Linked DNA regions of Hordeum vulgare: regions 2 and 3 are each linked to region 1. A link is a contact called in public Hi-C data. All regions are on one chromosome and are shown on one strand. The core of a region is the stretch at or near the end of the contact, and the rest is flanking DNA. Distances in the headings are between cores, read along the strand shown. Region 1 holds the start of LOC123440335 (receptor-like cytoplasmic kinase 185). Region 2 holds the start of LOC123440345 (succinate dehydrogenase subunit 4, mitochondrial-like). Region 3 holds the start of LOC123440323 (lipase-like).

Region 1 (3,042 bases), core at 269-2,768:
ACATGAGACTTAGGGAGACGATGTTTACCCAGATTCGGGCCCTCTCGAAGAGTTAAAACCCTATGTCCTGCTTTGATTGTATTGATGATGGGGTATCGAGTACAAGATGATGATCTACCTCGAGATCGTTTGTGTAAGCTCTAAACTCTAAAGTGAGTAATTGTCCCCTGTAGGACCAAACCCCCAAACTTATGTAGATTCCCGGGGTACCTAGGTTACATGCTAGGTTTGTTACTGATATGCCGAATACAAAACTATCCTTGGAGTGTACATCAAGTCTTCGGCAGTTTCCATCTTATGCACGAGCAAGTCTTGATACTTCAACCGTCCTTTACGTGGTAGCTCGAGAGACCCTAGTTTGGCCCGTGTGGGCTAAACACCTCGGGCTGGTACCCCCCCTAGTCCGGGACACCCTTAGTGGTGCATCTTCTCCGACTCCGGCAACAACGACACCGACCCCAACCCAATGGACGGTGGGATGACAAGGCAAGATTGGCTCGACCTTGCCAATGGCAACGATGACGATGCTGAAGACTAGTTTAGTTTTAAGTTTATGTTTATGCTTAGTTTTAGTTTTAAGTTTAATTTTAGTTTAAATTTTGGTTGTCAAGACGATATTTTCAATTTTGGCTGTTTAAATCAGAAATAGGTTGAACTTTTATGTAAATTTAACTTTTACTCCGTTAAATATAGGGGATCGATTAGGTCTGGTCAAATATTAGTGGAATACAAATATTTTATCAATGGTTTACTTGGTTATATATAGGGGATCGGTTAGAGTTGTACTTCCTCCGTTCCTAAATACTCAATATGTTTCTAAATATAAGTCTTTTTAAAGATTTCACTAAAAGACTACATACAAAGCAAAATGAGTAAATATACATTCTAAATTATGTCTATATACATCTGTATGTAGTCTTTTAGTGAAACATCTAAAAAGACTTATATTTAAGAACGAAGAAAGTATTTGTTATTGAGGACAATAAATATTATGGTACAGAAGGAGTATGCTATACTACTTAACAACAACATAAAAACCAGATGCCATTTTAAATGCCGAACGAATTATTACCAGGTTAGCAAAATCAAAACTTCCAACGGTGGCTGGGTTTCAGATAACGTGTGAGATGGGAATGGGGCGAGTGTATGTGGAGACGGATGCTCTTTTGCTGAAGGAGGCCCTGGATGAAGACGGGACTGACCTTTCTTGTATTGGCATGGTGGTTGATCAACTGAAGGAATTCATTCGCTGTAATTTTATTGAATGTAGGTTTGTTTATTGTCCTAGAATTTGCAATCAGGTTGCTCATACTTTTGCTGCATGAGGTGTACTGATGGTCGGAGAGTCTGTCCGGACTCGATCCGTATGTATCCGGTTTAGTGGCGAGCGATTTGTCTTTGCTTCCTGTTTAATGCAATGCATTGATTCTCGAAAAATAAATAAATTAAAACTTGCGGATGAAAAAGAACCAGCGATTCAAATTTGCAAGTCGGGGAGGGACGGTGCATTCCACAGAGTTACTCTCTCTCCCTCTCCTCACTCCTCAGTCGGCCATGAGCTGACTTTTGCCCTCGGACCTCGGTCATCCTGTTCTCTCTCCTCGCTTTCTCTCTCTTGCCCGTTCTCCCAATAGTTCTGTCCCTGTCCCTCCCCCCAAATTCCCCGACCCACCGCTCCCAAATCCCATCCAAATCCCTCCACATCCTCCAAAGATCGGATTTTCGGAGTGCCTCCGCCCCCAGATCGGGGAGGGATCCCCGTTTCCTCTGGTGGGTCGGTCCCCGCCGTCCTTTTCTTGATCTTTTTCCTGGAGGGGAGGTTCTTGGATGGGGTGCCTGCCGTGCTTCGGGTCGAGCAGCAAGGGGGAGCCCGTCAAGAAGGGAACCGCGCAGAAGGACGTTCCGTCGGATCGCCGCGCCACCGGGGTCGGATCAGGTGTGGTTCTTGGGCGGAAGGCTGGATCTTGGGCTGGTTTATTTTTTGGGAAATGGTCCTTAATTTTCTCCGGTTTAATCAGCTGATGCTCACAGTGTCAAGATTTGAGTGGATCAGACTAAGAAATGTGCCAACCTCCCTTGTCCCCAGAAATCTTTTTAACACGTATTCCATGTAGTGGAAGCTTCAGATAGAGAGCAACGTCGTGTAGTATTGGGGGGATTTGTGTTCATGTTAGTGTATTTGATGGCATGAATTATTGCGGTATCTCTTTGCCTTATTTGAGGACTCTTAAGAGTAATGTTTTTGGATCGGTTGTATAGGTTTATTGCTTCTGGAAACTTACAAAACATAGAAGTGATGCACTTTGACTATATGTTCATGGACTGATGTGTGGTTATTTTATGATGATTACAATTTCCGACTCGGTAGAGTGACAGAAGTGCCATATGCTGAGGATGTCTGAACGTGCCTGCCTTATAAACTGTCTGGCAGGACATCTGTTGAGACTTAAGTCGTTTAATTAGATTATTACTTGGAATCCCCTAGGGACTACAAAATAAAAAGGATGGATGACTGAGGTTTAGCTCCCTTTAGGAAGTGCCTTTTATGTTTATTTCGTATGGTTAAATGTTGAACTTTGAAAGGATTCTTTCTATTTGACTCATTCTCTTAATTCTGTTAACAAACAAATTGGACACCAATGTTTGTTTTGAAAAAAGGTAGATGGTCCTGGTACAACCTCCAAACTGTATCAAAGAAGTGATAGATGATACTCCCGCCGTCCCAAAATTTAAGACCATTTTTGACATTATCATAGTGTCAATAATGATCTTACATTTTGGGACGGAGGGAGTACTTATTTTCCTCTCACTATGATAAACTTACCACCAAAACTATCCAAGAAGTACTGGTTTGTGATGGCCCTGATTTCTAATGCATTTTGGGACACTTAGCTAAGTTCTTTTGTAGTTTTTCTGGCATAATTATGTCTTAACTATCGCAACATCCAGCTTTGCTTGCAAGCCTGTGATTTTTTTACTAGCTCCATTAATGACTGGATTAAATGGTATTACACACTTCACCCCAGATAGTAAACTGTTTAC
Region 2 (2,896 bases), core at 9-2,508, 130 kb before region 1:
AGAGTTTTCTGTCATTTTTATATAAAAAAATAATCCGAAAAGCTTCAATCGCTACTTATAGATCAACACACGGTCAACTGAGAGAAAGAGCATATCCAGAACCAGGAACAATTTTGGGGGTATTATTCAGACAAAGGAAATTTTCGAGATCAAATCCAAGTCTGGATTAAGAGTAATGGTAGAGCTATGGAGTACTAATTACGTATTTAATGGACTAACTAACGTAGAGAATTAGGATGCGAGATAGGGGGTGGGGGAGCACTCCACTGAAATTCAGGGGGCAGTCTCTTTAGCATATTCATGGCTAAAATCACCTAGGCTATGATCAACTGATGTCAGCCAACTAATTGACCTACTTCTCTTTAGCCAATAAAATATGAAATGAACTTTAGCTAATGGGAAATCTTGGCATCGCTAGGCAGAAGATTTCTTGATTGTGGCACATAGAAATTGAATGTTGACATTTAAAGCGTAATCAGCTTGTATTGGAAGCATATTGCATCAGAGTCACTCTAGCAATTAGCTGATATTGTGTGGTAGCATGCTCGACTCGTTAGGGACGGCACCTGGAGATTCCAGGTATGACTGCCATAGTGCCATTGTTGTTCCTCGTACATTAATTGCATCCAGAGAGACCTCTAACATCAACCAGGTACCATGCCAGGCTCGCAAATCAAAGCCCTGAGATGTTGTTTTTTTAATCTACCCTTCCGCAGGTCTACCGCTACCCTGACCACGATAGATTCGAAAAAAGACAGCCACACACACTGATACGATATATTAATTGGTACATAGCACAGTTCCAATCTGCCAAAACAATTATCCATCTTTCACGCTGAACGAGACGAGATCCAATGGCACGGGCAGTATTCAGATGAGATACTACTCGTATATTATTAGAACCAAATATCCACACGGCAGAGCATCAGAACAAAGACACGGAACGGGGCATAAAGCACGCATTCAAGTATACCACGACAACGCGCTAATGTGGGGCAGAAAGGGTGGATGGACGAACCTTGCCGAGACCAGGAGGGGATCCAGTCGCCGGGGACGAGGCGGCAGCGGCGGGGTAGCGCGGGAGGGAGGAGAGCGCGCGGGATCCGGCTAGGGGCGCCGGCGCCGCATCCGAGCGGGAGAGGGCGAGGGCGAGGGTTTTGGATCGGGCGAGGAATCGCGACGCCATGGCGATGTCTCGCGTCGGCTACCCTGTGTCCCTGTTCGCTGCCGTGTGATCGCCAGGACGGGAGGGAACGAGAGAGTGGGGCTCGTGTTGGGCCCCCACGGGATTAAGTACGTACTGCTGATTTGGCCCGGGCTCTGGTCGATTCTGGCTGGCATGGGCTTCGGAATGCAAGCTCGAAGATGAATGGGCCTACTCAGACATCTGCTATGGAAGTTTTCAAACGTCCATTTCGTATTCAAACTGTCCATCCAAAAAATTCAAATTACACACATATATATGGATCATGATAAGGATGCATGATGTCACTCACAATTGTACAAACCAAAAATGCAAAAGAGAGCGTAGGCAACATCCAAGAAGCAAACTAACATACATTCAAGTAATTGGTTGGCGTGAAGCCTTATGTGAGTATGTGTTTCCCACGTAAGAAGTTATCTCATGATTGTATGTATTTTTTATTGTTTTTCGCATGATTTTTTGGCTTAAATTTTTGCAATCACGTGTGATACTATCTAGTACGTTAAAGACGCGTGCACCCACGACCATCCATGGACGTGTGATGGATATGTGACCGCACATGGCATCCAAATTCCAAGCCCTTTCGGTTTTGGACTAATATATTGTATATTTTTATTTTGGGTTCTTTTTTCTCATTTAACACAAAATTATGCCTGGTCAGCTAGCCCCTGGCTCTCCCGAACTGGGTCTCCTCCTCAATCTTTCAAACTAAGCCTTTTCAGAGTTTCGGTCTACACAGGTTGCCGATCCATCGATCTACTAGGGTGTCGCCGTCGGGAGACGAAGGCTAGCTGCGTTGCCTTATTTGATCCCTCTGTTTCTTGTCTAGAGATGCAGCCCGCAGCTTTTCCCACACAGAGAATTGGTTGGATTTTGTTGGTTATTGGGCGTTCGACAAGTCATAAATCACAATGCACAAGCAGAAAAACCGGGTGGCCAAGGCCCTGGTGATGGCATCACCGATTTGTCCACCAGGTTTGCTCAAACTAAATCCTTGTTTAATTTAGACTATTTTATTCTATTGAATAACTTTATTAGTGGGTTTGTTGTGTGCATATGCATCAGTCCATCAATCAAATTGTTAAAGGACGATATGTAGTATGCTAGTTGATCAAGTTGTCACACACCAAGATTTCCAAAAGATAGTTGTTCGTGCGAAATTCATCAGCAATTTTTATTTTATTTCTTGATAAGCCTATAATTTCGGTAGTGTTTGAAAACATTCATATTTGCGGAAACTGATGCATATGATGGCTTAAAATGAATTTAGAGGGAAGGTGGCTTGAAAGTGCTAGTTATCGACTAGAGCGGGGTGAATAGACGATTTTTATGAAAAGTTTCAAAATAGTGAATATCTTCGAAGTGAGCGGAAGCGAATCAGGATCAGATAGGGATAACAGTCAAGGATCTAGGCATAGCATGAAGTGAGATGAAGGCATTCACACGTGTATAGCATAGTCATCATACAAACAGAAGTGTATCAAAGATAAACTAGAGTAGTACGAAGACAAATGCAAATCAAATGAATGTATTCCATGAATATATTCACACAAGAGCAATCAAGTAACAAGTAAGGAGTGGAAAGATAGAACTGGTTGCTTGATGAAGACTCGTGATTTGTTGTACCGGTTTCAGTTGATGTGACAACTGTACGTCTGGTTGGGGAGGGTGAGATTTAACTCACAAGACCTC
Region 3 (3,313 bases), core at 439-2,938, 220 kb after region 1:
ACAGATCACCAACATTAATACGGTTCATGAACCAGCATTTTCATCATAAATACTTTAGCCATGCTGACCTTTGCTTCACTCATGCCTGGATAGTCAAAATCAAGTTGTTTCCAAAATAAGTCCTCAATCCAATTCTGGATGCTGAGAGAATGGAGGAGAAACATTATTTACATAAAAATAACAGGATGTAAACTATGTCAAATTTGTCTGATTGAGCAAGACTTCAGGTATCAATTTAAGATACCTCACATATTAGAAATTATCCATTTTTCCTGATGTTGAATAATAATATGCTTATTGAATAAGTAACTTGCAAAGCAGCCTTTATAAGTAACTACTAATAAGGAAGGGATATAGAAGAAGAACCTGTTCTCCTGAGTCCCTCTGAATGCAACTACAACAGCATTCATGTCACTTGCAAAACCGACATATGCCTGGTTCATCAAAACTATCAACATCGATGTAGAAGAAGAGTATATTCAGGGTAAAAAGAAAGATCATGGATAGAGGGAATAACCTCCAAGCAATTTTTCACATCAATGATCAGCTCGATAACCTCGAACCCCTGCGTCATCAAACAAACCTATCAGTCAAGCACACCAAGCTACATATGAACAATGAAAAATCTCAAACAAAACCATCTTCTTGCCCTTTCTTTCAAACCTAGTGCATAAGAGGCGAGGAAGAATACCTCTGTTAAGTCAACGCATTTTTCACAGGTCCAGGAGAATAATTGTGACAGGTCATTAGTATACACCTGTAAAAAACAGCACCAATGTTCAAACCAGTTACTATTGGATAAATATTGCACTAGAAATCCTATGTATTCACCGTAAGCAAATCCGAATTGGATGATGAAGAAGACAAGGCGACAGGCAAACTTACTGCTGAAGTATACTCTGCAAGCGTCTTGGCGAGAGTGGAATTATATGCTGGCGCCTGTCTTTTGCTCTTAAGTTCTGAACGAAGAAAACAGGACCAACATGAGAATACAATGACCCACTGAGTAATCGATCATGACACAGAATAAAACCGAGTAGCTAGGCTAAGAGTCACTGCAGAGCATGACAAGGTATGCATAAAAGCATATAAAAAGTTTGAAGTTTGTGCACATAACAGGAGTCAAAGTATGAAACAACATGCCGTGAACTTGTGAACAAACAACGGCTGGTAGATAATGGTGTTCTAGGTCCTAATTCGGTTGTTCTAGTAAAAAACAGTTCCTAATCGATTCCTGAACATAGGCACGACATTGCCGTGAACCCGAGGCAAAAGCTTCACCGGCAACAAGGGTCTCCGACATCCGGCTGCAACCAGTCGGATCACGGTATTTTCCGAAGGCGAGAGAAAAGCGAGCAGCCGTACCTCTCCCAGAGCAAAGCAGCAGCAAGGACATTAGAACCGCGGCCTGCAGCCACCGCCGCCGCTCCATCCCCTCGAACCGAATCCACCAACACACCGAGCCGGAGCGGAGCAAACTCCGCCCCCCGGACCAGATTCGGTGTGCGCGCTCCTCGCCGGCGGGAGAAACCTTGGCCGGATCGAGCGAGGGGACAATCGATCAATGATTAGGGAGGGTCAGCGAGGGGGAGCGCGCCGAGTCGGGCCTCCGATAGAGAAATATTCGAGGTTGGAGAAGTGCAGGGCAAGCGAAACCTTTTTTTTTTTTTTAGGGTGGGCAAGCGAAACTTTCGAAAGAAAATATACGCAAGTACTCGTGTATATATGGTACAAAGTTGAAGGGGGGTGGTAAAATAAAATAACCCGCGGACACTAATAAACCAGTCGGATCACGGTAACACGGCACGTTTTAAAAAAAGTTGATTGATTATTAGCGCTGGTGGCGTGCTGGTCCACCTCGGTCGCCGTCAGGAATTAATAAGGAGGGGGAGAGGTGTGGCGCGAGACGGATCGGCCACAGAGAATCCCGGGGGTACGCGTGCGATCCAGGCTCTCCTTCCACGTGGCCCTGACGTGGACCGATCGCGCGGCCGCAAAAGATCCGAGTCCTGCCGCTTCCCTTCCCCGACACAAAGCAGCTACGTAAGCTTGACACTCCATTCCAGAATCAGGGGGCAGAGGGGAGGGGAATCGGAATGGAGCTCTCGCCGTCTCCGTCGCCGGAGGGGAGGTGGGACGATCTCCCCGACGACATAGCCATCGCCGTCGCCTCCCGCCTCCAGGTGCGCCTCTCTCTCATCTTTCTCTCTGTATACGTAGCTCGCTCGCTCGTTGACTGGCTCGAGCCGTGCTCAGGAGGCCGACGTGTGCGCTCTCGGCGGATGCTCCCGGTCCTGGCGCCGCGCCTGCGACGCAAACTTCGTGTGGGAGGGCCTCTTCCGCCGCCGCTGGCCGGCCACCGCGGCCGCCATGGCGGCCGGAGGGGCAGGGGCTTCCCGCGCGCAGGTGGGTACAGACTGCAGAGACCAGAATACAGCTCTCCTGTCCATTCCCCCAACTTATTTTTCTCTTGGATTCACAGTTCATGTGGCCTGTGCCCTCGATTGAACGACTATACTAGTTCATACAAGTAACAAATCTGATGTAGCTCTGGGCACTTGGTACTGCTTTCACTTGATTATTGCTTATACAAGTTCAGTCTAATCCTTATTCAGGGCTTTCAGACCCTGCAGCGTTGTTTGCTAGGCTACTAAGTCGGTGTGTCATGTTAGATTCTGTGCAGAAACTTATGTGAGGCTAATTTCACTGTCGTACGTCAACTAGGAGTTATTTTGTCGCAATGTCATACTAGGACAATTCATGAGTTTCTTACTAAAATACGTCTTTGCTTTTTTGGAGGAAAGACGCACTTGAATTTGGGTTATAGTTCAGTCTAAGGTCCAATTTTTGTGTAGAGCCAATAGGCATTCTCTTAGCCGGAATATTATACGGAACTGTTTAAAATGTCTCAGGTCAGTTTAAAATGCAGTGTTCTTCATAGGCTTTTTTTTAAGAAAAGGAGGATTACCCCCAGCCTCTTGCATCTGGAAGATGCATGCAGCCATTTCATTGATTATTAGTACATCAGGTGGTCTGAAGCCACCATCTTAGCAACATCTGTCGCTACTCCTAACCACATGATTGAAGGGTGTCGATGGTCCGAGCCTAATACCAAACAGACATCGCACAAAAGCCTAACATCTAAAGTCAGAGGGCCCAACCAAGCCACATACTAGGTTTGGGACACAAACTGGTCTGCCACACTCTCATATGTCGTCGCTGCCATCTTGCACCAATCCAACTTCAGAGCAAACTAACGCATCGACCTTGCCAGGCTTCTGTGCCGTCGACGCCACCATGGCACCAGACAGCA

The links. A called contact is a pair of places that touch in the nucleus more often than the background predicts.
Region 2: a Hi-C map of seedling shows a contact between it and region 1, with 2.7 times the contacts expected there. The contact joins the promoter of LOC123440345 here to the promoter of LOC123440335 in region 1. A contact is called at or near these places in 1 of 6 Hi-C or Micro-C datasets (seedling) and 1 of 1 datasets of contacts at active chromatin or transcription factors (embryo).
Region 3: a contact with region 1 is called in a Hi-C map of seedling, with 2.2 times the contacts expected there. The contact joins the promoter of LOC123440323 here to the promoter of LOC123440335 in region 1. A contact is called at or near these places in 2 of 6 Hi-C or Micro-C datasets (leaf and seedling).

The regions. Positions count from the first base shown.
Region 1 is chr1H:398,684,889-398,687,930 of MorexV3_pseudomolecules_assembly, reverse strand. LOC123440335 (receptor-like cytoplasmic kinase 185) reads left to right here and starts at 1,518. Exons shown (of 5, transcript XM_045116910.1): 1 at 1,518-1,936. The coding sequence starts at 1,828.
Region 2 is chr1H:398,813,948-398,816,843 of MorexV3_pseudomolecules_assembly, reverse strand. LOC123440345 (succinate dehydrogenase subunit 4, mitochondrial-like) reads right to left here and starts at 1,258. Exons shown (of 3, transcript XM_045116920.1): 1 at 1,019-1,258. The coding sequence starts at 1,186.
Region 3 is chr1H:398,462,417-398,465,729 of MorexV3_pseudomolecules_assembly, reverse strand. It overlaps LOC123440323 (lipase-like), which reads right to left and starts at 1,688. Exons shown (of 10, transcript XM_045116900.1): 1 at 1,366-1,688; 2 at 886-959; 3 at 692-757; 4 at 518-565; 5 at 367-434; 6 at 69-141. The coding sequence starts at 1,432. It overlaps LOC123440314, which reads left to right and starts at 2,035. Exons shown (of 4, transcript XM_045116891.1): 1 at 2,035-2,183; 2 at 2,257-2,406. The coding sequence starts at 2,097.